Regions from separate parts of the Pan troglodytes genome. Here all the other regions are linked to region 1. The links are chromatin contacts, called in public HiChIP or PLAC-seq maps. All regions are on one chromosome and are shown on one strand. Each heading gives the region's core, a stretch centred on a gene start, on an enhancer-like site or on the middle of the called end of the contact. The rest is flanking DNA. Distances are from core to core; before and after follow the strand shown. Region 1 holds the start of PAK4 (p21 (RAC1) activated kinase 4). Region 2 holds the start of PLEKHG2 (pleckstrin homology and RhoGEF domain containing G2). Region 3 holds the start of MED29 (mediator complex subunit 29).

Region 1 (4,830 bases), core at 835-3,334:
AAGCCAGGTGCAGTGGCTCATGCCTGTAATCCAACACTTTGGAAGGCCAAGGCGGACAGATCACTTGAGACCAGGAGTTCGAGACCATCCTGGCCAACATGGGGAAGCCCCGTCTCTACTAAAAATACAAAAATTAGCCGGGCATGGTGGCAGGCGCCCAGGAGTCGTTTGAACTCTGGAGGCGGAGGTTGCAGTGAGCCAAGATCATGCTACTACACTCCAGCCTGGGTGACAAAGTGAGATTCTGTCAAAAGAAAGAGGAAAGAAAGAAGTAAGGAAGGAAGGAAGGAAAGAAAAAGAAAGAAAGAAAAAGAAAGAAAATTAGCCGGTGTGGTGGCTTATGCCTGTAGTCCCAGCTACTTGAGAGGCTAGGTTGGAAGGATCACTTGAGCCCAGGAGTTTCAGACTGCAATCCTGCCTGGGCGACAGAGTAAGACTCCTATCTAAAAACAAACAAATAAACAAACAAAAAAAAGAATGAACAAATAAAAAGAAAAAAGGTAGGTAAATATAAAGAAAAATTAACTCATCTTTCAATCATTCATTCATTGTTGCCACCGACATTAGTAGAAATTAATTAAATGCCTACTATGTGGCTGTTCTGGGGCAGAGGAGAAGCACCAAACATTTAAGAGTATCTCTGAAGGGGTGGAATTACCACGCATTCAAACAGCCCTTCCACCAATGTTTACTGAGCATCTACATGCCAACAGTGCTGGGGCACTGGGAATGCAGCAGTGAACAAAGACAGAAATCCATGTTGTCATGGGGCTGACATTCCAGCAGAGGAGACAACCAACAAGCAATAACTACAATTAGCAGTGAGAAATAAGAACAAAGCAGACAGAGTTTGGTAGTATGTGAGAGGGATGTTTGCTGCTTTCCTTAGGGTGAGCGAGGGAATTAGTTCACAGAGAAAGTGACATCTGTCTAAAGCCCTGAGAAAAGGGAGGGAGAGATAAGGATACCTGGGGGAAGAGTATGTTCCAGGCAGAGGAACAACCAATGCAAAGACTGTGAGGTGAGAGCGCACCTGACAAGAGTTCAGGAACAGCATGAAGGCTGGAGTCCAGTGAATAAGATCCAGGAGGAGAGATGTCTGGCTGGGCGCGGTGGCTCACGCCTGCAATCCCAGCACTTTGGGAGGCCGAGGCAGGAGTATAGTTTGAGCCCAGGAGTTCGAGACCAGCCTGGCCAACACAACAAAACTCTCTCTTTAAAAATAAAAGAAAAAGGCCAGCTTGGTGGCTCACACGTGTAATCCCAGCACTCTGGGAGGCCGAGGTGGATAGATCACCTGAGGTCAGGAGTTCGAGACCAGCCTGGCCAACATGGTGAAACGCTGTCTCTACTAAAAATACAAAAAATTAGCTGGGTGTGGTGGTGGACGCCTGTAATTCCAGCTACTCAGGAGGCTGAGGCAGGAGAATCTCTTGAACCCGGGAGGCGGAGGTTGCAGTGAGCTGAGATCGCGCCATTGCACTCCAGCCTGGGCAACAAGAGCGAAACTCTGTCTCAAGACAAATAAATAAGTAAAAATAAAATTAAAAAAAATTTTTAAAGAAGATGTCTGCTGTTTGTTTCCAGTATTTTGACCAATTACTTCGTAAAAACTTATTTAAAAATTGAAGAGCAAACAGTCTCAGGTTCCCGGGCTCAGACAGACCAGCGTTCAAAACTCATTACCTTCTTTCTATGATGCTAAGCCAGCTATTTCACCCTCTGAACCTCTGTTTCTTTATCTGTAAAATGGGTATTAATGATATTATACCACAGGGTTGTATATGCAGCGAGAAAATGCAAGTAAAGCACTTATCCCGGTGCCTGCCTCCTAGTAAGTGCTTAAGAACTGTTTCTGCCCATTAACTCATTACTTTCTCCCAGCCCCTAACTCCTGCTGGGGGGGAAGTTAGAAAATCAGTATCACACGAAAACAGTCATTTCCCCTTTAAGGACCTCAGTGGGCCCGGGAGCCAGCCTTCCCGCACCTTTTCCAAAATTTCCAATCCCCGCTTGGCATTTTCTGCCCGAAGGTCTCCGATTGGACGCTCTGTACCAATCGGAGGCTGGAGCGGGCCCTGAGAGGCGCCCGACTCCGCCCCCGCACTGGCCCTGCCCACTGCCCGGTCAGCCTCGTTGCTATGGGGACTGGTGGGCGGTGAGGGGGGAAAGCCCCGGATGTTCGTTGGGGATTCAACATGGCGGCGGGAGTGGCCGCGGTGGTGGCGGTGCAAGAGAGCTGAGGGAGGCGCGAGGGCGCGGAGTTCCAGGCCGAGCAGTTAGGCCGCGAGCGACTGCGGCGCCGAGCCGGTAGGATAAGGGGTCCGGCCAGGGGCTTGCGGTGGGCCGGGCGCTGGCGGCGGGACGGCGTTTCCGCGAGGAGGGGGGCGGGGCCGCCGGGGTCAAAGGTCACTGGTGGAGGGAAGGGTCGCGTCCGAGGGATCGGGGGTTAACGCAGACTGGAGGGAGTTGTAGTGGAGGTCGGAGATCAAACAGCGAAGGGGGCGTGGCGAAGGGGAGTGCAAAGTTTGAAATTCGAAGTGGGGGCGCGTTCGAGGGGATCTGGGCGAGTCTCAAAAAAGGCAGGGTCAAAGTTAATAATTTGAGGGAAGGCTGCCCCCACGAGGGTCAGAGGTCACAGCCCCAGGGGCGCCAGGTTGGAGGTTTAAAGCTGCCCCCAGCGGAGCAGATGAATGAGTTTTAGGTTCGGGGGCGTCTTTTAGGGGTTCAAAGCTGGGGCGTGCCTAGAAGGTACAAAGGTGAGAATCTGACAGCGGGGCAGCTGTTTCCCAGAGTCAAAAATTAAAACCCAAGGAGGGCGTATTGCAGGGGACGGGGGGGGCGGGGCATCCAGGGGCGGGGTCAGAGATGCTTCCTGGTGACAGGAGAAGGGGGAACCCTCCCACAAATAATAATGGCAAACACTCATGAAACACTATGGGCTAGACCCTCTTTTTAACGTTTTACTTGTATTAGCTTATTCAGTCCTCACTGTAGTCTTAGGGGGTCTTAACCTGGTATTAAGAGGTTAAGTGATTTGCACAAGGTCACCCGATGCATAAGTTGTGCGCTGGGATTCTAACTCCGGAGTTCTGGCCCAGAGCCCTGCTCTGGCCGACCGCCTCTCAAATCATCATAATGTCGGTTAATGTTTAATGAGGGCTCACACTGTGCTCCACGCCCTGTGTGCCCGGTCGTATTTCACTCCTGCTGCAATCTTGTGAAGTGAGTGCTCAAGATGAACCTACTTTACAGACGGGAAAAATGAGGCTCAGAAGCTTCTGCTGAAGGCAGAGTTAGAATCGAAGCTGGGCCTGGGTGATTCCAGGGCCCCTGCCCCTGGTCGCCACATTGTCCGGTGCCAGCCATTAGGTCTCTCCTGGAAGCAGGGGGCTGGGCAGGGCTGGGCCACTCCCTGGGTGGATCGGATTGTCTGCTTGGTTTCCTTGGAAGGGTGTGATCTGACAGGGAAGATTCCTGTGAGCCTATGGGAGTAGGGTGTTTGTAGGTGGTCTGGAGTCCGAGCAAGGGAGTCCGACGGGCTTCTGACTGGGGAGTGTGTCCCTGGGTGGTACCCTGGGCAGAGCGGGGTGTTCACTGTTCTTAAAACCCTAAGCTCTCACTGTGGTCCTCAGTCACTCCCACCTCACTTCTTATGGCTCTGCCCATTTCTCCCCAGCCCCTTTACTGTTCTCCAACTCCAGGCCCATGCCTCCCGCCCGGTCTTTGACCTTCCTGTTCCTTCTGCTGGGAATCCTTTCCCCACCCTGCCCTCTCTCACTGACGGGTCGCTCACTCTCAGCTGGCCCAGGACCACCCTGGCTCGCACTTGCTGCAGGCTCTTGTTCTCTCATCTGCCCAGCCCTTACCTCCCTCCTTACCTTAATTATTAGGGTGCATGGAGGAATTGCTCTGTGGGGTTCCTTGCCTCCGTCCCCACTGAAGCCCTGCCTGGCCTGCAGAGGATGTGACATTGCTGGGGGTTGACTGTTGGGCACTGTGCCGGGTGCTGGGAGTGTGGCAGGGGACGAGATCCACAGAGCCCCTAGCCTCAGAGGGCACTCAGTTCCCTGGTGGGAGCAGAGTGGAACCAGCCCCCAAGCCAGTGACACAAGACTGCGTCTCTGCAAACGGTGATGTGGCTTGCGAGGGCATCTTCAGAGAGCCGGGAGAGTGCCCCTACCCTGGGCTGAAGCCTGAGTCCCTTTCCCCTGGGAAGGCTCTGAAGGATGGGGAGGAGGGCTGGGAATGGGCTTACCAGGCAGGAGGAGCAGTGTGTGCAGAGGCCCTGGCATGACTGGAGGTCAGGACTCGGGTGCACAATTGGGGATCTGGGCAACACGTAGCCTGTGCAGGTTCAGGGCAAGACCCTGAGGGGACTCAGCCTTGAAGGGACGGTGGGAGCAGGGGAGGGCTGAGGAGTACCTGTATGTGTGGAGCTGCGTGAGGCCGTGATGGAGCGTGGTTCAGAAAGCAGTGCTGGGCCAGGGATGCCTGGTACACACCCCTCTCCATCACTCACAGAGCATGTGAGGACCTCCGTTTCCACTTCTGCAAGATGGGCATAGTGTTAGCGCTGCCTCATAGAATTGCTGTGAGGATGCAGGCTAGAGAGCCTTGGCCCAAGGCCCGGCATACAGTAGTTGCTGTGTAAGCATTAGTCTTGCTGCTGCTGCTGCTGCCACCCCACCACTGCCTGGGGAGGGCCTCAGAGACAGTGGAGGCCCTCGCTCCACCTGCCTCCTGGCTTTCTCTGGCAGCCACCCCATCCCCACCTGGCTCTGGCAGGGTCAGGGAGCCGGCACGCTGCCAGGCAGCCCTCTGAGGCTG
Region 2 (4,830 bases), core at 1,556-4,055, 290 kb after region 1:
GCGCGCGCCCAGAGCGAGCGGGGGCGGGCGCGGGGCGGGGCAGGGCAGTCGGGGGTAGCGGAACCCGTTTCGGGACTAGGGGTTCCGGGGGGGCTTCGACACCTTCTGGATGTTGGGGAAGCGGGTTTAGGGTCTCAAGAGGCTAGGATCTCAACATTTGGGAGTCACAGGTTGCATCCCCTAGCGCTTTAGACTCTAGACCCCTGGTGGCTCGGAGTTGCAGATTTCTGGCCACCCGGGACCCTGGAGCCCGGGAATTACCGGGTCTTGGCATTTCCGAACCTTGGAAGTCCGAGGCTTCGCACACCAACCAGGGTCGGCCCCGCGAGGCCAGGGCGTGTGGGTAGGGGCCGCGCGTCTAGGAGGGGCCCCGGGGGAGCCGCGTCTTCAGACCATACAAGGCCAGCGGCGTCGGGACCAACCCCGGGGCCCCGCGCCCGGAAGCCGCCCTGCGTCAGCGCCTGCGGCTCGGCCCTGCCGCCCAGCCTTCGCCCCCTGCGACCCCTCTTCTTTCTCCTTGCCCCGCACTCCTCCCTCCTCCCTCTCACTTCCCTCTTCTCTCCTTTCCCTACCCTCACCCTTCCTCCTCTTTTTCACTTCCTCCTCTGCACCCTTCTGCCCCGCCCTACACCCTTTGCCTTCTGTTCTTCTCTCCCCCTCCAATTTGTCCCCTCCCTCATTACTCCTCTCCCCCTACTTCCAGCCTCCCCATCCTGCCGTCTCTTACCCCCTTTCTCCTCCTTCCCGTCTCCCTTCTCTCCCTTTTTCCGTCCTTCCTTCCCTCTCCACCCTTTCCTTGCCCTCCCACTCCCCATTGTCCTCTTCCCCTCCTCCCCCTAGCCTTACTCCTTCTCCTCTTCTCTCTCCCTCTGCAGCCCCTTTCCCTCCTCTCCCTTCTCTCTACCCTCCTCAAGCCTCCCTCCTGCTCTCAGGCCTCCTTGGCCCACTCCGCTTGCTCACTGACCTTTGGTCTCCTCTTCCAGGAAACTGCTTCCCTTGTGGGAAAGGGCTCAGGCCCTAATAAGTAGAAGAGGATCAGGCGAGAGGGAGTCAGAACCCCTGAGATGCAAAGGCAGCAGAGGGGCAGAGACCAAGAGCAAGCAGTGAAGAGACATTTGCAGAAACAGTCTTGGAGACTGAAAGAACAACATCTCTGGTCCTTCCTTTAGCCAGATCTGATTCTCTGCCCCTTCCCCAAAAAATCCCTCATATAAGAAAACGGCACCTCTCACCATCTACCAGGGCTTAAGCCAGACACCCAGGAGTATCCCTTGACACCTTGTTCTCAAATCCACACCCCAGTCCAACAGCAATCCTGTCTGATCCACCTGCAAAATAGATCCACTATCCACCTGCCCCCACCATGACCCCCACCCTGGTCCTAGCCAACATCGTCTGCCATTTGCATCTTCGTAGCAGCCCCAGCCCCAGTCTCTGCTCTAGCCCCTGCCTTCAGTCTCTCCTTTCCCCACTCCCCCACGAGACAACCAAAGGAAGCCTGTTATGAGACCTGAGTCAGGTCACATAAAAGTCAAAGTCCGAAGTCCTCCCCACAGCCCACACAGTCTGGCAACCATCGCTTACCCTCCCCCTTGGCCACTCTGCTCCAGTCACACTGGCCTCCTAGCTGCTCTACCAAGTCTGGTCTGCTTCATCCATAGGAGCTTTGCACTAGCTGTTCCCTCTGCCTGAACACTCCCCTGGTGTCCCCATGGCTCACTCCCCTCCTTCAGGTCTCTGCTCAAAAGTTGCCTTCTCTGTGAGATCCTCCCTGACCACTGCTGTTGCAATCCACACCCCACCTCCAACTACCCCATCCTCCCTACCTTACTCGACTTTTTCCATGACATTTATCATCACCACCTAACATTAAAATGTACTTAATTCTTATGTTGACAGCCATCTGCCTCCCCACTAGAATGTCGCGTCCTCAGGGGCAGGAACTACTTGTTCACTGCTGTATTACACACAGCTAAAGGAAGCCAGGCATAGTGAATGTTCAATATTTATTGAAAAAACAAGTCGACTCGAAAACATAGTTTTCCTTTTCAACAGAGGTCGAAAACTCCAAGACAGATAGCTATGTTCATCTGTAAAGGAGGCATTAAAAAGACAGAAATACGGAGGAGGCAGAGTCATATACAGTTTGCCGAGGACCCACATCTCTACAGAAGTCAAACTATTTGCACACAATTCCATGCCCAGAGCATCTAATAAGAGACGATACCCCCACCTGGTGGCTGGGACGGAAACGGCACCTTCCTACAATACAGAACACCCAAAGGACCGTCGCCAAAGCCCTAGGAGTCTTTTGAGCCCAATAATTCAAAAGATAGAAACGTTCATTCATCTAAGTGATGTAGATGTTTTGGTTGGTTTATTAGATGTATAAGTTTATAAAAACTGATGGGGAAAAAAAGTGCTCCAGGTGAGGATCGAACTCACAACCTCGGCATTGCTCCGCTCGCACTGTCATATAAGTACCGCGCGCTAACCGATTGCGCCACTGGAGCTCCGGCCGCACCCCTGCGCCGGGGAATTCTTCAGTGGTTCATAGCCACGTGACCTCACCGGAGGGTCCCGCCTTGTGTTATATATGCAAATTAAAAATTTTGCATTGACCAATAGGAGACAGGCATTGCCAGTTCCGGATTCTCACGCCTCGCGGCCCTTGCTGTAAAAGGGAAAAGTCCGCGAGGCGTTTGGAATGTAGGGGTGTCGCCTACCAGAAGGACACGCCTCCTCATGAATATTCAAAACAAGGGGTGGGGTCTTAACCCTTCGCTGGCGGGTCGGCCGGAAGGCAGCCCCTCCCCCCCCGCAGGCGGGAACAGGATGTGAGCCCCGGCGACAGCGGGGGAGGGGAAGCCCCGGGCGACCGCCCCCCGCCTCACAGCTGGGATCGGACTCTCCCGCCCCAGATGTGGCGCCGCCGCCGTCACACGAGCCCCGTGACACCCAGCCGGGAGCCCGAGGGGTCCAGAGGCTCGGACCCGGGCGTCCGGAATTTCTGCACCGCATCCCGAGAGACCCCGAGGTCCAGACCCCGGCGCCCAGGCTGGAGGACTTGAGCCATCCAGGTGCGCAGCGCCCCCTCCTGGAGCAGCCGGGAGCCCGGACGTCACCCCGCGGGACCCTGGAGGCCGAGCGCCCCGTATCCCCGTTTCAAGAACTCAGGATCCAGGACCGCAGACTCCCTCCAGGGCTCCGATCCCAAGACCCCGCGTTGGAGGAACTTGAGATCCGGACTTCTAAGCGCCCCAACCAGTTTCGGGCTGCAGCGGCCATCGCTTCAAGGGGACCCAGGACTTTGGGACCCCCCTGTGCTCCCACCTGGAGGGAGTTTCATTCCTGCCCGTAGAATTAGGGGAACTCAGAAATCCATCCCCCACCCCACGGCCCTACCTAGAAGACTTAGGAATGTGGGTCCCCAGCGCCGCCATCTGAGACTCCAGAGTCGAGGCTCCTAGCATCCCCCACGTAGAACACTGAGAAATTCCGACTGCGGGACCCCAGTCTCCGAGAGACCCCAGATTCTATTCCTGGAGCCTGAGAGCCCGAAGTTCACGCCCCTGAGTCTGGGCTCCGCACCTCCCTGGGGACCGCGTCGGGGTCGCGCAGGAGCCGGGCTGCCTCGAGCCGGGGCTGGAGGCTCCCCGGGAGGTGAGGGGGGAGGCGAGGGGCCCAGGCGGACTGGGGGAGGGGGCGGCGCCACTGCTGAACAATGAGGGGGCGTGCCGGCGGGGGGCGAGCCGAGGCGCCGGCGGGAGTTGGGGGCTGGAGGAGTGTGGGAAGGCGCTGGGGAGGCTGTGGCTGTGGGGACGGCGATCGGGGTTCGGAGAGACCGGCTGGAGGGGGTGCGAGGGCTCGGGGCCAGCGCCCCAGCGCGCAGCCCTCGGCGGGGGAGGGAGCCGTCTGCAGGACCCTGGCATCCGGTCCCCCAGCCTCCGCCCTCCCCTGGGACCCCGCGGCCTCCCGCCCACGGCTTTTCCCAGCCCTGCCCCTCGCCCTCCGCTCCAGCCGGAGCCCAAACGTTCCCAGGATCCCTAAGCCTCCGGCCCCAGAAAAACGGGACTCGCAGCTTCTGCGCCTCCTGCTCCGCTCACTCTTCTTTGTCTCAGCCTTTCCATCTTTTTCGCCAGGTTCTCTCTCCTTGTCCCCTTCTTTCTGTCACTTTGTGCCTCCCCCATTAGTTACTCCCAGGGGCCCCTCCCTGGATTTACACCACGCTCCTAATTCCCAGCCCCCATCTGTGAGTCTGGGCGGCGGAGAGGCCCATGGGGTCCTGATATCCAAGAAGGGGCTCTTTCTGCAGGACTCTGCTGGGCCGCTCAGCCATGCCTGAGGGAGCCCAAGGACTGAGCCTCTCCAAACCTAGCCCAAGCCTCGGGTGTGGCCGAAGAGGTGAAGTGTGTGACTGTGGCACCGTGTGTGAGACTCGGACAGGTGAGCCTAGAGGCAGGGGCGGAGCCTGTGGGGCTTTTATTCCTTGGCAATGCTGTCAAGGCAGGGTGATGGAGACAACCCCAGGCCAACTCGCACAAAGCTCCGAGTCTGGTGGGGAAGGCGGGCCCATCCCCAGGCAATGACAGGCCAGAGGGGGCAGCGCTGGGCAGAGTGGTCAGGGCTGTGATCGTGGATCCTCTGAGCTCAGAAGGTCAGGGGAAGTTTCCTGGAGGTGGGAACATCTCAACTGGGAAGTGGAAGATTAGGGGGAAGGAGTTGCGCAAAGACAAGGAAGAGTATTCTACATGCAAGGAACAGCATGTGCAAAGGCCCAGCGGTGAGAAAAGGCTGCATGTAAGTGACTGAAAGAAGTTGAGTGTCACT
Region 3 (4,830 bases), core at 866-3,365, 270 kb after region 1:
TCCACCTTCCCTCTCTTCCTGTTAGTAACTTACTTGACCTCAGGCTTCTCATTGGAGATGCCATAACGGTTGAACTCAGTGGAGATGTACTCTGTCTTTCGCATCCATGGCACCACCTTCGCGTGCTGCTGGGATCTGGGGTGGGAAATCAGGTATCTCAGGACCCCACCGCCCTCCTGCTTGTAGGGCCCACCTGAGCCAGTCTCCAGTACCCATTTGCTACCCACTTACCTCTTGGAGCTGGTGGGGGCCTGAATCTCCTCTTCCAAAAGTTTCTCATCAGCTGGATCTAGAAGAACTAGAGGAGAGCGGGGGGCAGGAGGACCATGAGGGAGGCCCAGGCCTGAGCCTTTGCTGACCTAGAGCAGACCCTCCCTGTCTCCCCACACACCATTGGGGTCGATGCGGTAGGTGTCAGGATTGATGAGATCGATGGTGACCCCCAGGTCTGGCTCAGTCAGGAGGTCATGTTTGTGCTGTTTCTCCAAGGAAGTGGCTTTGTACTGGACGAACCTGGGTGGGGAAACACCTATTATGGTGTTTGGATTCCAGCTTCACCCCTCACAGCCCTGCTTCCCAGAGGCGGAGCTTCTCTGGGGAGGAACTCAGAATGAAGTGTCCCCCATGGCAGAGTCTGAAAGCTGGCTCCCCAGTGGGAAGGGACTTGGACACTGCTTGCTCCATTAACAATTGAGCAGCTACTACTATGTGCTAGGGTAGGTACTGTGCTAGGCCCTGAGCAGACAGCAGCCAACAAGACAAGCAGTCCCTGCCTTCAAGGAACTCATACCGGAGTAGTTTTCCCATTCCTTAGTCTCACCTGTTCTGGTCGAAGGGGTAGGTGATGAACTTGGGGTCGAAGGGGATATCAGGGAGGCTATTGCAGTACTTGACTCGGCAGACCACTCCAGACCTAGGAACATTAGTGGCTCAAAAGTGGGCCCCCGCTGCCCCACCTCTGCTCCCAGCCCCACTGCCCCACCGCTCCTGGGAAAGCACAGTGGGGCTCACCTCTCAGGCAGAGTCCGGTGGGAATTGGGCCTAGTGGAGAAGAAAGAAACAGTGATAGGTGGAGAGGACGGGATTGACAGGAGAATGAAAAAGGTTTCCCCAACCTTTCAAAAGGTAGAAGGAGGGGTGACAAATGCTGGTTTCTTTCGGTGGTGTTGTGGGGGGTGTCCAAATGCTTTAATGGAAGGAGACAAATGTTCAATTTATTTAGGAAGAAATGCCCCCAAAAGCTTTAATGAACAAGGCCAAGTGCTCAATCCCTTTTGCAGGAGATGGCTTCAAGTGCTTTAATAAAGAACTATGTACTCAATCGTCTTCGGAAGAGGGGTCTCCAAACGCTTGACTGGAGGGATCCCTTCTGGAGGGAGTCTCCAAAAGCCTAATCCCTGAACTGCACGGCGGGGAGGAGGGGAACACCTGAATCTCAGAAGGAACCCACCCCCTTCGTCAAAGGTGAGCGCTTCATGACGTCACGGGCAGACCTGGGGGCTGGTGACGTTGTTCAGCAGAAACCCTCTCCCGATCCCCCGCCTTGCTGCAACAGAAAAGCGTGGCGCCTACCTGTGGCCATCCTCCCGCTGGGCCTGGGTCTGGATGGTGGGCGCCATAGCGACGAGGCGACGGCAGCCCGGACGGGGTCCTAGCGGGACCGAAGGGGGACGCAGAGGGGCGTGCCGACTTCAGGGGACGCCTGATCCGAGGAAGGCCCAGCTTGGCGCCGCTCCCCGCGGAAAGTGGGTTGAGATGAGGTGGGCGGGCGAGAAGAGCTCCAGCGAGACTCAGGTGAACGCGCAGGCAGCACCGGGGACGGACTCGAAGCTCCGGTTCCACCAACTGCCGCCAAGACGCTGAGGACCCAACGGGTCTCCTCAGGCCGCGACGCCTTCGGGGAAATGAAGTCCGGATCGGAACCACACACGGATTGGCGAGCGTCTGGGTGAAGGGCGGAGCGAGGGAGAGAGCTGCTTCTGTGATTGGTGGAAAGATATCTCAGTCTGGACCCCAGATTTGAGAGTGACGTAACGTTGGGGCACTTCCTTCCTCTCCATTGGCTTAATTGCCTAGGAGGCGGGACTAACTAGCAAACGGGGACTAGAAATAGGGATGCTGAAAAGCAACGGGGAGAGACGCAGTCGTAACGCACTTCCGGCGGCCTACGCGAGGAAGATGGCTGCATCCCAGCAGCAAGCTTCAGCGGCTTCCTCAGCTGCTGGTGTATCGGGTCCTAGTTCGGCTGGCGGCCCGGGTCCCCAGCAGCAGCCGCAACCGCCAGCACAACTGGTGGGCCCTGCCCAGAGCGGCCTCCTGCAGCAACAGCAACAGGACTTCGATCCTGTGCAGCGTTATAAGATGCTCATCCCGCAGCTGAAGGAGAGTCTACAGGTGATTGGCCTTAAGCAGCGAGAAGCAAACTGGATTTGGTAGTCTAGAGGGACAGGCCGAGGGCCTGGTTAGTCGGAGAGAGCGCTAAGCAGAAAGAGGAGTAGAACCTGCTGTTTTGGCCTGGCTGGCGCACGCCTGTGTTCCCAGCACTTTGGGAGGCCGAGGCGGGCGGATCACTTGAGGTCAGGAGTTCAAGACCAGCCTGGTGAAACCCCGGCTCTACTAAAAATACAAAAATTAGCCGGGCATGGTGGCGCGCACCTGTAATTACAGCTACTCGGGAAGCTGAGGCAGGAGAATCGCTTGAACCCAGGAGGCGGAGGTTGCAGTGAGCCGACATCGTGCCATTGCACTCCAGCCTGGGCAACAGAGCGAGACTCCGTCAAAATAAATAAATAAATAAATAAAACTGTTGTTTTCTGCGAGACCTAAGCGAAGCTCGGCAGAGATGGGATCAGCGCTGATGCTGAGGCTGGGACTGGCCGGAGCTTGAGTGAGGGGTTGTTTAAAGGAGAAACTGGGCTCTGGTCGTTAAAGCCTGAGGAGAGTACTGGCTTATACGGAGATTCTGCCCTTGATTGATAGGTGAGGGAGGACCCTTAGGTTATTGGCGAGAAGCTCAGGTGAGAGCGGGCCTCTGGGAGGATGGAGTGGTGACAGCTATAGAAATGGAAACGAATATTACTTTGGAAAGTCAGGAGGGAAGGTGCCAGTTGAAAAGAAAACCTGAGACTGAGTGATCTTAAGAAAGAGTGTAGATCTGCCAGAGGTATTCCCTTTTGTTTTTCCATTTCCCACGTGTTTTGTTTTTGTTTTGACTAGACCTTGATGAAGGTTGCAGCCCAAAACTTGATTCAGAACACTAACATCGACAATGGACAGTGAGTGCAGCCCCCTTTACCAGGATATTCTATTGCCTTCCCAGTCTTTGAAATTCATCTTTCCTTCTCCTGCTCCCCGCCCACCTCACCTTCTATATTTACTTTTTTTTTTTTTTTTTTTTTTTTTTTTGAGACAGGGTCTCCCTCTGTCACCCAGGCTGGACTACAGTGGCACGATCTTGGCTCATTGCAGCCTTGAACACCTGAGTTAGGAGATCCTCTTGCCTCAGCCTCCCAAGTAGCCAGGACTACAGACATGGCTACAGACTACAGATGCCTGGCTAATTTGTAAGATTTTTTTATAGAGACGGAGTCTTGCTATGTTTCCCAGGCTGGTCTCAAACTCCTGGCCTCTAGCCATCCCCTCAGCCTCACGAATCACTCCTCCTATTTTATTTTATTTTTGTTGTTTTGTAGAGACAGGGTCTTGCCATGTTGTCCAGGCTGGTCTCAAACTCCTGGGTTCAAACAGTCCTTCCACCTTGGCCTCCCAAAGTGCTGGGATGACAGGCATGAACCATCATGCCCAGCCTTTTCCTTTTCTTTTTTTTTCTTTCTTTCTTTCTTTCTTTCTTTCTTTTTTTTTTTTTTTGAGACAGAGTCTTGCTTTGTCGCCCAGGCTGGAGTGCAGTGGTGTAGTCTCGGCTCACTGCAACCTCTGCCTCCCGGGTTCAAATGATTCTTCTGCCTCGGCCTCCCAAGTAGCTGGGACTACAGGCGCGTGCCAGCACATCTGGCTAATTTTTGTATTTTTAGTAGAGATGGGGTTTCACCATGTTGTCCAGGCTGGTCTCGAACTCCTGACCTCAGGTGATCTGCTCGCCTCGGACTCCCAAAGTGCTGGGATTACAGGCGTGAGCCACCGTGCCCAGCCTCCTTTTCTTTTTTTTTTGAACCCCTCCGGTTTTCAACCACTACTTCAGATCTCCTGGACCTGTACCTGGTTTCCTGATGGACACTTGGTTGGGTAGATACTGGTGTCCCAAAGATTAGAAATCAATTCTTCAGACATCCTTTTTTCCTTGTCTGTAGAAAGAGCAGTGATGGACCCATACAGCGCTTTGACAAGTGCCTGGAAGAGTTCTATGCACTCTGTGACCAGCTGGAGCTGTGCCTGGTAAGAAGCCTTCTGGACACGGCGTAACAACAGCCGTGTCCCAGTCTCTGGGGTCTTCAGAAACCCTCAGTCAGTCAGTCAACTCACACTCAACTGGGGACCTCCTGTGGGCCAGACCTGTGCTTCCACCAACACTGAGGACACAGGGTTGCTCTGATCCTTGCCCTCGCAGAGCTTTCAGTTGAGTGGAATAATAAGCACACCCCTAAACAGTGACAGCTCAGAGTGGTCAGTGCTGTGATGGGAGAAGCCTAGGCCAGAGTGGTTAGGGTTATGATTGAGGAGGCACAGGCAGAGGGATCAGGGCTGGGATGGGGAAATCTCAGTGTGGAAGCCCAGGGTGGGGATAGGGAGAGAGTGGCTTAGGGAAGGCTACTGCTAGACAGCACATCTGACCAAGTCTGAAACAAAGAAGAGAAGAGGGGCAGGAGTTGAGAG

The links. HiChIP or PLAC-seq counts read pairs in DNA pulled down with a chosen protein or histone mark.
Region 2: a contact with region 1 is called in an H3K4me3 HiChIP or PLAC-seq map of stem cell-derived excitatory neurons, with 4 times the contacts expected there. The contact joins the promoter of PLEKHG2 here to the promoter of PAK4 in region 1. A contact is called at or near these places in 1 of 7 Hi-C or Micro-C datasets (stem cell-derived neural progenitor cells) and 1 of 1 datasets of contacts at active chromatin or transcription factors (stem cell-derived excitatory neurons).
Region 3: a contact with region 1 is called in an H3K4me3 HiChIP or PLAC-seq map of stem cell-derived excitatory neurons, with 3 times the contacts expected there. The contact joins the promoter of MED29 here to the promoter of PAK4 in region 1. A contact is called at or near these places in 1 of 7 Hi-C or Micro-C datasets (stem cell-derived neural progenitor cells) and 1 of 1 datasets of contacts at active chromatin or transcription factors (stem cell-derived excitatory neurons).

Annotation. Positions count from the first base shown.
Region 1 is chr20:42,255,868-42,260,697 of NHGRI_mPanTro3-v2.0_pri, forward strand. PAK4 (p21 (RAC1) activated kinase 4) reads left to right here and starts at 2,085. Exons shown (of 9, transcript XM_016935900.4): 1 at 2,085-2,310.
Region 2 is chr20:42,549,017-42,553,846 of NHGRI_mPanTro3-v2.0_pri, forward strand. It overlaps PLEKHG2 (pleckstrin homology and RhoGEF domain containing G2), which reads left to right and starts at 2,806. Exons shown (of 18, transcript XM_063801658.1): 1 at 2,806-3,663; 2 at 4,316-4,446. The coding sequence starts at 4,338. TRNAI-UAU (transfer RNA isoleucine (anticodon UAU)) reads right to left here and starts at 2,513; the gene lies at 2,421-2,513.
Region 3 is chr20:42,528,471-42,533,300 of NHGRI_mPanTro3-v2.0_pri, forward strand. It overlaps MED29 (mediator complex subunit 29), which reads left to right and starts at 2,116. Exons shown (of 4, transcript XM_016935917.3): 1 at 2,116-2,394; 2 at 3,217-3,275; 3 at 4,308-4,392. The coding sequence starts at 2,116. It overlaps PAF1 (PAF1 homolog, Paf1/RNA polymerase II complex component), which reads right to left and starts at 1,905. Exons shown (of 14, transcript NM_001280426.2): 1 at 1,573-1,905; 2 at 1,012-1,041; 3 at 821-913; 4 at 392-513; 5 at 232-298; 6 at 34-135. The coding sequence starts at 1,619.